Regions from separate parts of the Gossypium hirsutum genome. Here region 1 is linked to region 2. The links are chromatin contacts, called in public Hi-C maps. All regions are on one chromosome and are shown on one strand. Each heading gives the region's core, a stretch centred on a gene start, on an enhancer-like site or on the middle of the called end of the contact. The rest is flanking DNA. Distances are from core to core; before and after follow the strand shown. Region 1 holds the start of LOC107888626. Region 2 holds the start of LOC107888621 (binding partner of ACD11 1).

What was found. Hi-C and Micro-C count contacts between places; a contact is called where the count stands out from the background.
Region 1: a contact with region 2 is called in a Hi-C map of leaf, with 2.1 times the contacts expected there. The contact joins the promoter of LOC107888626 here to the promoter of LOC107888621 in region 2. A contact is called at or near these places in 3 of 34 Hi-C or Micro-C datasets (hypocotyl and leaf).

What each region holds. Positions count from the first base shown.
Region 1 is chrA09:6,195,485-6,199,142 of Gossypium_hirsutum_v2.1, reverse strand. It overlaps LOC107888626, which reads left to right and starts at 1,278. Exons shown (of 4, transcript XR_005901535.1): 1 at 1,278-1,522; 2 at 2,591-3,658.
Region 2 is chrA09:5,906,131-5,909,821 of Gossypium_hirsutum_v2.1, reverse strand. It overlaps LOC107888621 (binding partner of ACD11 1), which reads right to left and starts at 1,687. Exons shown (of 5, transcript XM_016812789.2): 1 at 1,535-1,687; 2 at 400-524. The coding sequence starts at 515.

The DNA of each region.
Region 1 (3,658 bases), core at 29-2,528, 290 kb before region 2:
TAGTTGTTCGTCAAATAGTTCATCAGTTGACAGTCCACCATTTTTCTTGTAGTACTTTAGCTTGTCTTTTGGTTTGTTCGCCACTTTGGCTTATTCTTTGGCTTGTCCGTCACTTTGGTTTACATTTTTGGTTTGCACTTTTGGTTTGCACATTTGTATCTCGTCAATTGAGAGAGTTGTTGCATGGATGGCTATCTCACAATACTCCTCCTTAGCCTCCATACAGCGAACACCAATTTCATTTCTCAAACTTCGTTTTTCCAAGAGGCTTGGTCAGAATGTTCGTCAGTTGATTCTCTGTGCAACAATGAATTAAAATTACTTCTTCGCTCTGTTCAACTTCTCTCACAAAATGATACTTAATCTTGAAATGTTTTGTCTTTCCATAAAAGACAAAGTTCTTCACAATTACAACGGCGAATTGATTATCATAGTAAATTTGCATTGCTTTAACCAAAATTCATAAATCTTAATATATGTTTGGTTGATTGTAATAGAATTGAGCAAGAATGAAATAATTATAGTTTAATGAAATAATGGAGAGATAATAAAATATTATGTTATTTAGTTGATTGAATCGGACAGACATGTAATATTATTACTTTAAGTAAAATAATATCATAAAATAGGTTAAAAATAAACAAAAATTGACAAATTTAACCTTAAATTAAAAGTAATTATTATTTTTGTATTATTAATTAATATCTTACTATTTTTTGAATGCATTATATAACTTATGAATTATTTTTATACTTATAATAAAATTATATTAAAATAATATTTACAAATATTTGTAATAATTAATATTTAACCGTAAATTTTATAATATAAATAAAATATCATGTCCTTTTTTTTGTGAAAAAACAAAACAACTTAAAAATCAAACACTAAACAAAAGACATCTGTGTGGACTCCTTTATCAACCGTAAATCGGTTCTTCTATCCTTTACTGCCTTAATGATCTTGTCTGCAAGTTTATTGTCCTCTCTAGAGATATGTAGAATAATCCCGTGGGTAAGAAGCTTCAATACCGTATAGATTTTTCTTTCCAAAACTAGAGTTTCCGTAAACGTCATCCTTAATTATGTTAATAGCTTCAATGCTTATTTATTATTAAGAAGCATATGAATCATTGCTTTTATTTTTATTTTTATTTTTTGCGTTATTTAGCAAGTTGATTTAAAATTTGAAATATGAAAATTAAAACGATTCAATTTTAAATATGTAAAAGGAAAAGTTAAAAAATAGTTTACCCAAAAAGTGACAGGGACTGAAGAGAAAATTTCTCCTTTTCCCTTCCGCTCTTTTTCACGCGAAGGTCCCAGATGGGTTTTGGTTCCTTTATTATTTTTGACTCTTTACTCTCCTCCATTTGCTCTAGAGGCCGCCTTTACTCCACTATCCAGTCAGCCATCGCCGACGTCCCTCGGGCCAACTGATACCACCGGAGTGCAGCTCTCTTCCTCTTCAATCTATTTTTCGGCTTAAAGTCTCTCTCACTCTCACCGTTGCCGCTGACATCGTAATGATTTTTCGTGGCGATCTTCTCAGTACTTAACTGTATCTACTCTATCGCTTTGTGATTTATATTTGGCTCTCATTTCCGATTTTGAGTAGAGCTCTCTTTGCTTTTTGTTAGCTTCGTCTTATTGAAAATCATCTCTAAAAAAGTACTAATCGATCTATCTTTTGCTACTTTCCTTTTCTTTTAGTGATTGATTCAACAACCACTGCAATCAAGATTTCATCTGACATTTACATTGTTCATAACGAATATTCTTGGAATGATTTAGTTCTTAATCCGTTTTTATTCTCATTTTCTAGGTTTCATCTGTTTGATTTCTTCAATTTTGTTATTTACTGAAGCTGATAGTGTTCGCTTTTCTCTTTTGACAATTTATTCGTTTTTCTCTGTTTCTCTTTTGACAATTTTAAGCTAAGACTGTCTAAGAAGGGGGAACTTCTCGCTGTATCAAATTTTAATGTTCTATGTTTGTAATTCAGTATTAGGGTTTAGTTGTTTTTCCCTCCAATTTTTTGCATTTTGTATTGTGCTGTTTTGGGTTTCATGATCATACTGGAGATTGTCATGATTCGTGTATGCATAGATGTTTTCTTTTTCATACTGCTAGGTGTTTGCATTCATCAGTAAGGATTGGGTAGATATTCTTTAAAATAGTTTTGAATGGAGCTCATCGATGAACTTAGTTGGGATTGTTTGTGTGCTGGTGGGTATTATTTGCAAATGGAATTTGATAGAAAATTTCAAGTAGACCCAAGGTATCTCTATATATCATCTGAATGGGAAGTTTTTGTGTGATTACTGATATATTCATCTGTGTTACCTAGGCTTATAGCATGTTTACATGAAGGGAAATTGAGTTGTAATCTTTTAAGTGAACAGGTTCTAGGTTTTGGCTATTTCGACGTTTTAGGTTGATTTGTTGTTCTACTATTCTCAATTGTTTGAAAAGCTATGTTGGTTTCTGCTTTCAGTTGCATTATTTGCTTTTAAGTTGCTTCTCTTGTTTTTAGCCTGTAGTTATAAAATCTATTTTATATATATGCTTGGCCTATTTGGATGTAACAGTGAATAAGAAAGAAAGCACTAAGAAGAAGAAGAAGCCATGGGAAGCACAAGTATTGCTACTTTCGACTGGTTGATGTGATAATGTTGTTTTATAATTGGTGGTTGTGAGGTCCAGTTTTTTAGATATATCATAGTAAAAGATTTGGCCAACTGATGAAGGCTTTTAAAGTTGTTCAAAATGTTCTCCAAGGCTCAAAGTATTGTGAAACAAACCTAAATGGTGCTCTGCATTTTAATGCAATGTTATATCACTGCACAAGGGATTCCGACAAAGAGGTCTTACCTCATGAATGGTACGAAAAGGCGTTTTCAAAGTTGACAAGATTGGCCCACTTGTTAAAAGATGTGGATTCAGTTGATGGACGTCTTGTGAATGCAAATGACAATTCGATCATCATCAGTGATCGAATTGAACATAGAATGAATGCTTTCAAGTCACTTGTAAGAGTCTTTATTGGGTCCCCATCAGTTCAACAAATGCTAAAGAAAAAAATATCTTCATTTGACTGTTTTGGTAAACCTAGTGAAAGGGAGCCCATGATTGTGAATTCATTAACCTTAGTGAGCAATGTTTTGAATGTTACAGCTCAACAGAGGAAGTTGGTGCGTCTAACAATATGTCCTCAGGTTACACAACACAGGATATGGATGGGTGCCCTTGAGAAAATATTGAATGAACTGAAATTGGAGATTGATTTATTGAATTTCCAACTCCCAAGTAAAGGAACTAAGATGGGTAAGCAGATAGTTTCTAGCTGCCTTAAGTTCTTGGATGAGTCTGCTGTTTCTTATGACTTTGATTCTGCTTCATGGATTCGACTTTCGCCTGCAAAAGTTGTTGACTCTCCTCACAAATGGGAGGATGTTCTTGAGATGTTTACTGATCTCATTAATTGCTTGAAGAGTGAGAAGGAATGGCTTTATCATTTGAAAACGATTGAGGTGATGAAAGAAGGTGTGTCTCAGATTAGGGATGTGTTAGTTGATAACAGTATTGGGTATAAGGATTCTAGGCACCAAGAAAGCCTTGTACAAAGGAAGCTATCTAAGACATTGGGACACTCGTCA
Region 2 (3,691 bases), core at 438-2,937:
CAAACAAGAAAGCATTTCAGACAAAAAGAGCCCTCGCTTTTGACATTTTTCCTAAAGGAGTTGAAAACAATAAGTAAAATTAAACAACTTGAACGTAAAATCTTCCTTGATTCAAGAAACTTGTCACCATAAAGGAACTTGCTGCTAAGTACATTTGTACGGATGAGAGAAATTCTGCTCAAAAACATTGATTTTCCACAAAAACCGAGATTGAGATTACCAATTATCTAACAAGAAATCATTTCAAGCAAAAGATTTTGTAGCTTTTGACTCTTTTCCCCCCTCGACAACAAATTTGCAAATGCACAACAAATATGAAAAAAATCATGAACATACACCATCATAGAGAGTGATTTTTGGGGTTTAGTCCAAAACCAGAAACAGAGAAGCAATATATACCTGATAATTTCAATATGCTCAATTGCACCACAGTATGCGAAAAAGTCACAAAGATCCTTCTCGGTAGCTCTTGGAGATAAGCTCGTAATTTCAGCCGTGTAACCTCCAGGGTACATTGTCTTAAACTGAGATAAAAATCAGCCAAAAAAGAACCTATTTAAAGGTATTTAAATAAAATTTTAGAAGCACACATAGAAGTAGCTTGATAATGCAGATATCATCATCGTTCATTCAATACTTTATAATTCCGAAACCACAGCAATCCCAAGGTACAAGGATACTTATGGATGATTTTGAGGTAAACAGTTCTCAGTGGTCCTAACAGCCAAGCTCTCTCATCGATAGATCGTTTCCTTGGTATAAAATGAAAACCAAAAATTCATGGGTTCTTCTAAAATCAAATGAAAAATACTAATATGGTTGCTGATTTTCTAGCATTGATTAGCCTTATTTCAACATTAACATAATTAAAGATGCCAAAGCTATTTTACCAAACTCAGTAATCCCAAGCAAGATGCCTTAATCGACTCCAAGATCTGCTTGAATACACCCCAATAAATCTTAGTTCAAGTCAAAAGTAATAAAGGGGATGAGTTTTAGGGACAGCCATAGCCCATATAATCCTACAAAGTGAAAACTTTAAATTGGCTTTCATTGTAAACAATGTAAACTTTAAGCAAGATTATCGAACTTTTGGCTAAAGTTCAAAAAAGGGTTCAACCTACAATAAAGAATGCTGATAAATACCTAACTATAAAAAAAAAATCCATTTTCAAGCTTCCTTTACGCTTGATGAAAGAAAAAAATACCATGGGTTATCAACAATGGGGGCAATTAATGAGTGATAGAACCAACTTTGTCCACCAAATATCAATTAAAGGTCAGCTTGACACTAATTATTTGGCAAGCATGTATTCATTGAGATTCTTGAAAGAAGTTAAACTTAGTGAAAACCTGAGAGAGTAAAAAAAAAGGAAAACTGAATTCATTAAAACCCTTAATGCATTCAAGAAAGTAAAGGAAAAACTGATCAAATAAGGCGAAAAAAAGAACTGGGTATCACTGAATTTGCTAGAAAAGAAGGAAAATTGAGAAAAGATTGAAGCTTTATAAAAATTATGATACATTTACATACCTGTCTTTTAGTTGTTGATGATGAAGAATCAGATGATTAAGAGCTTAAGCATGGGAAAGAAGGGGAAAGAGAGATAGAGACAACTAACCAACATAAACACTGGCACGCTGATCTTTCCAGATGGCTATAAAACCCCACTCTCACTAATGGAGCGTGCATTTCAACAAAGAAATTTTGTTTGCATATTTTAACTTTTACTAAAAAAAAAGAGTAAATTTATCTTTACACCTTATTTGTTAAAAACTTGTGACCGATAGAAAAATTAGATAGCTACACGTGGTGTAATTGCATCTTATTTTGACATATAATTATAAAAAATAATCAATTTATTTTTTAATTTAATGTATAAAAACTAATTTGTTTATTTTTAAAATAGAGATAACAAAATACAATCTAAATTTTAGTGTCAGACCTCGTGATACTAGTACAAGGATCTTTGTAATACTTTTACTATTTATATTTAATACACAATAATATACAAGTTAATACACATTCAGTAACTCAAATTTTAAAAAAAATTAAAATTGAAAATACATACATTTTCTATTTTTATATAAAATTTACATTAATTTTCAATGATGTGTTTATTTGATTTATTAATCATGCATAATTTATTGGAAAATAAATATTAACATAAAATTTTTGATGAGTATAATATTTTGTAAATGACTTTTTTTTTCCTTCTTTAGAGCAAAAGAAATTTATAGGAAATACGTGTTTGAATGAAATTTATAAATCTATATTTATATATTTATTATTATTATTATATATGACTTTAAGCTAATAACTATTTTATTTCTTTAAATGGCGCGTGAAATCATTTCCTTTATAAAGGAGCGTTAACGATCTCTACCGTAATTGGTTGAGTAAAATGACCATTTAAGCCACGTTGCCGGATTTCCGCTACTCCATTGGCCGGGAATCTAGTTTGGGCCCGTAACTGATGCCAGTACATCTCAAATGTCAAATTTAACCTAAAGCCCCTACATTTTTCTCTATTTCCCTTTCTTACCACTAACTTTTTTAGAATTTCCTTTTACATAAAAAATTCAGATAATCATATCTTTACCAATGGTAATATTTTAAGAATAGTATACGTTAGCTCTATTTTAAAATTAGGCATAACAAAAAATTTAGCTCTAAAATTTTTAATTTTTATCTATTTGGCCCATACATTTTTTTCCTTTATAGTCAATGGCAAAAATCATTGGTGAAAGAGCTTAATTAATGGATTTTTAATATCTAAGAGCTTAATTAGGTCCTTTTTTTTTGAGGAGCTTAACTAATTATAAAGCACAAATGCACTAAGAGGAGAGTTGAATTGGTGATTAAAAATTTGGGGAAAGATGGCAAATAAAAATTGACACAATGATTTAGAGCAGTTCGACTCCAATTGTCTACATCTACTAGCTTAACTTTTTACAATTAAAAATTTCCTAAGTTCACTAATTTCAAGCCTTTTAAGGATAATGCTTAACCTTTATAACACTATCTTTTAAGTAGATAAGATAAAGTCACTTTCTTTTTAAAGTTGTCTACCCAGAACTTCAAGTAATCTCTCACTAATTTGAGAAATGAAATTGAAACAAGGAATACCTCTTAAAGGTTGATATACAATTATTCAAGCTTACTCAAATAAATTAAAACATTTAAAATAATGAATGAGAATGAAACCTCAAGTGTGTACAAGGGTACGTAAGATGAGAATTACAAATAAAAGATTAGATTTTTACACAATGAACTTTGTAAACTTGTTTCTTGTCTGCTTCTTGATGTTCTTAAACTCTATTTGTACATTCTCAATGAAATCTAGTCGTTTGGAGCAGTTAGAGAAAAAATTGAGCCGTTGAAGACATTTACTCGAGCATTAAATGCAGCTATAAAGGCTTATGTTATGATATCATGACTTTAGGTATTGATGCCTTGCTTTAAACAATAAGATCGTTGGAGCTTTAGGTGTTAGACCTTTAGCCCATGACCTAGTACCATAATGTTGGGGTATGACACTTCCTCGTTTGGGGTTCAATACCCCTAAATACCCAAAAAATTTACTTGGTTTGCTAGATATTAGACCCAATAAGGAGGGACCCTATACATAGCCATGTGTATCAACACTTAGGCTAGGGGGTCCAATCCCCTAAAGTCAACAGCTTATTG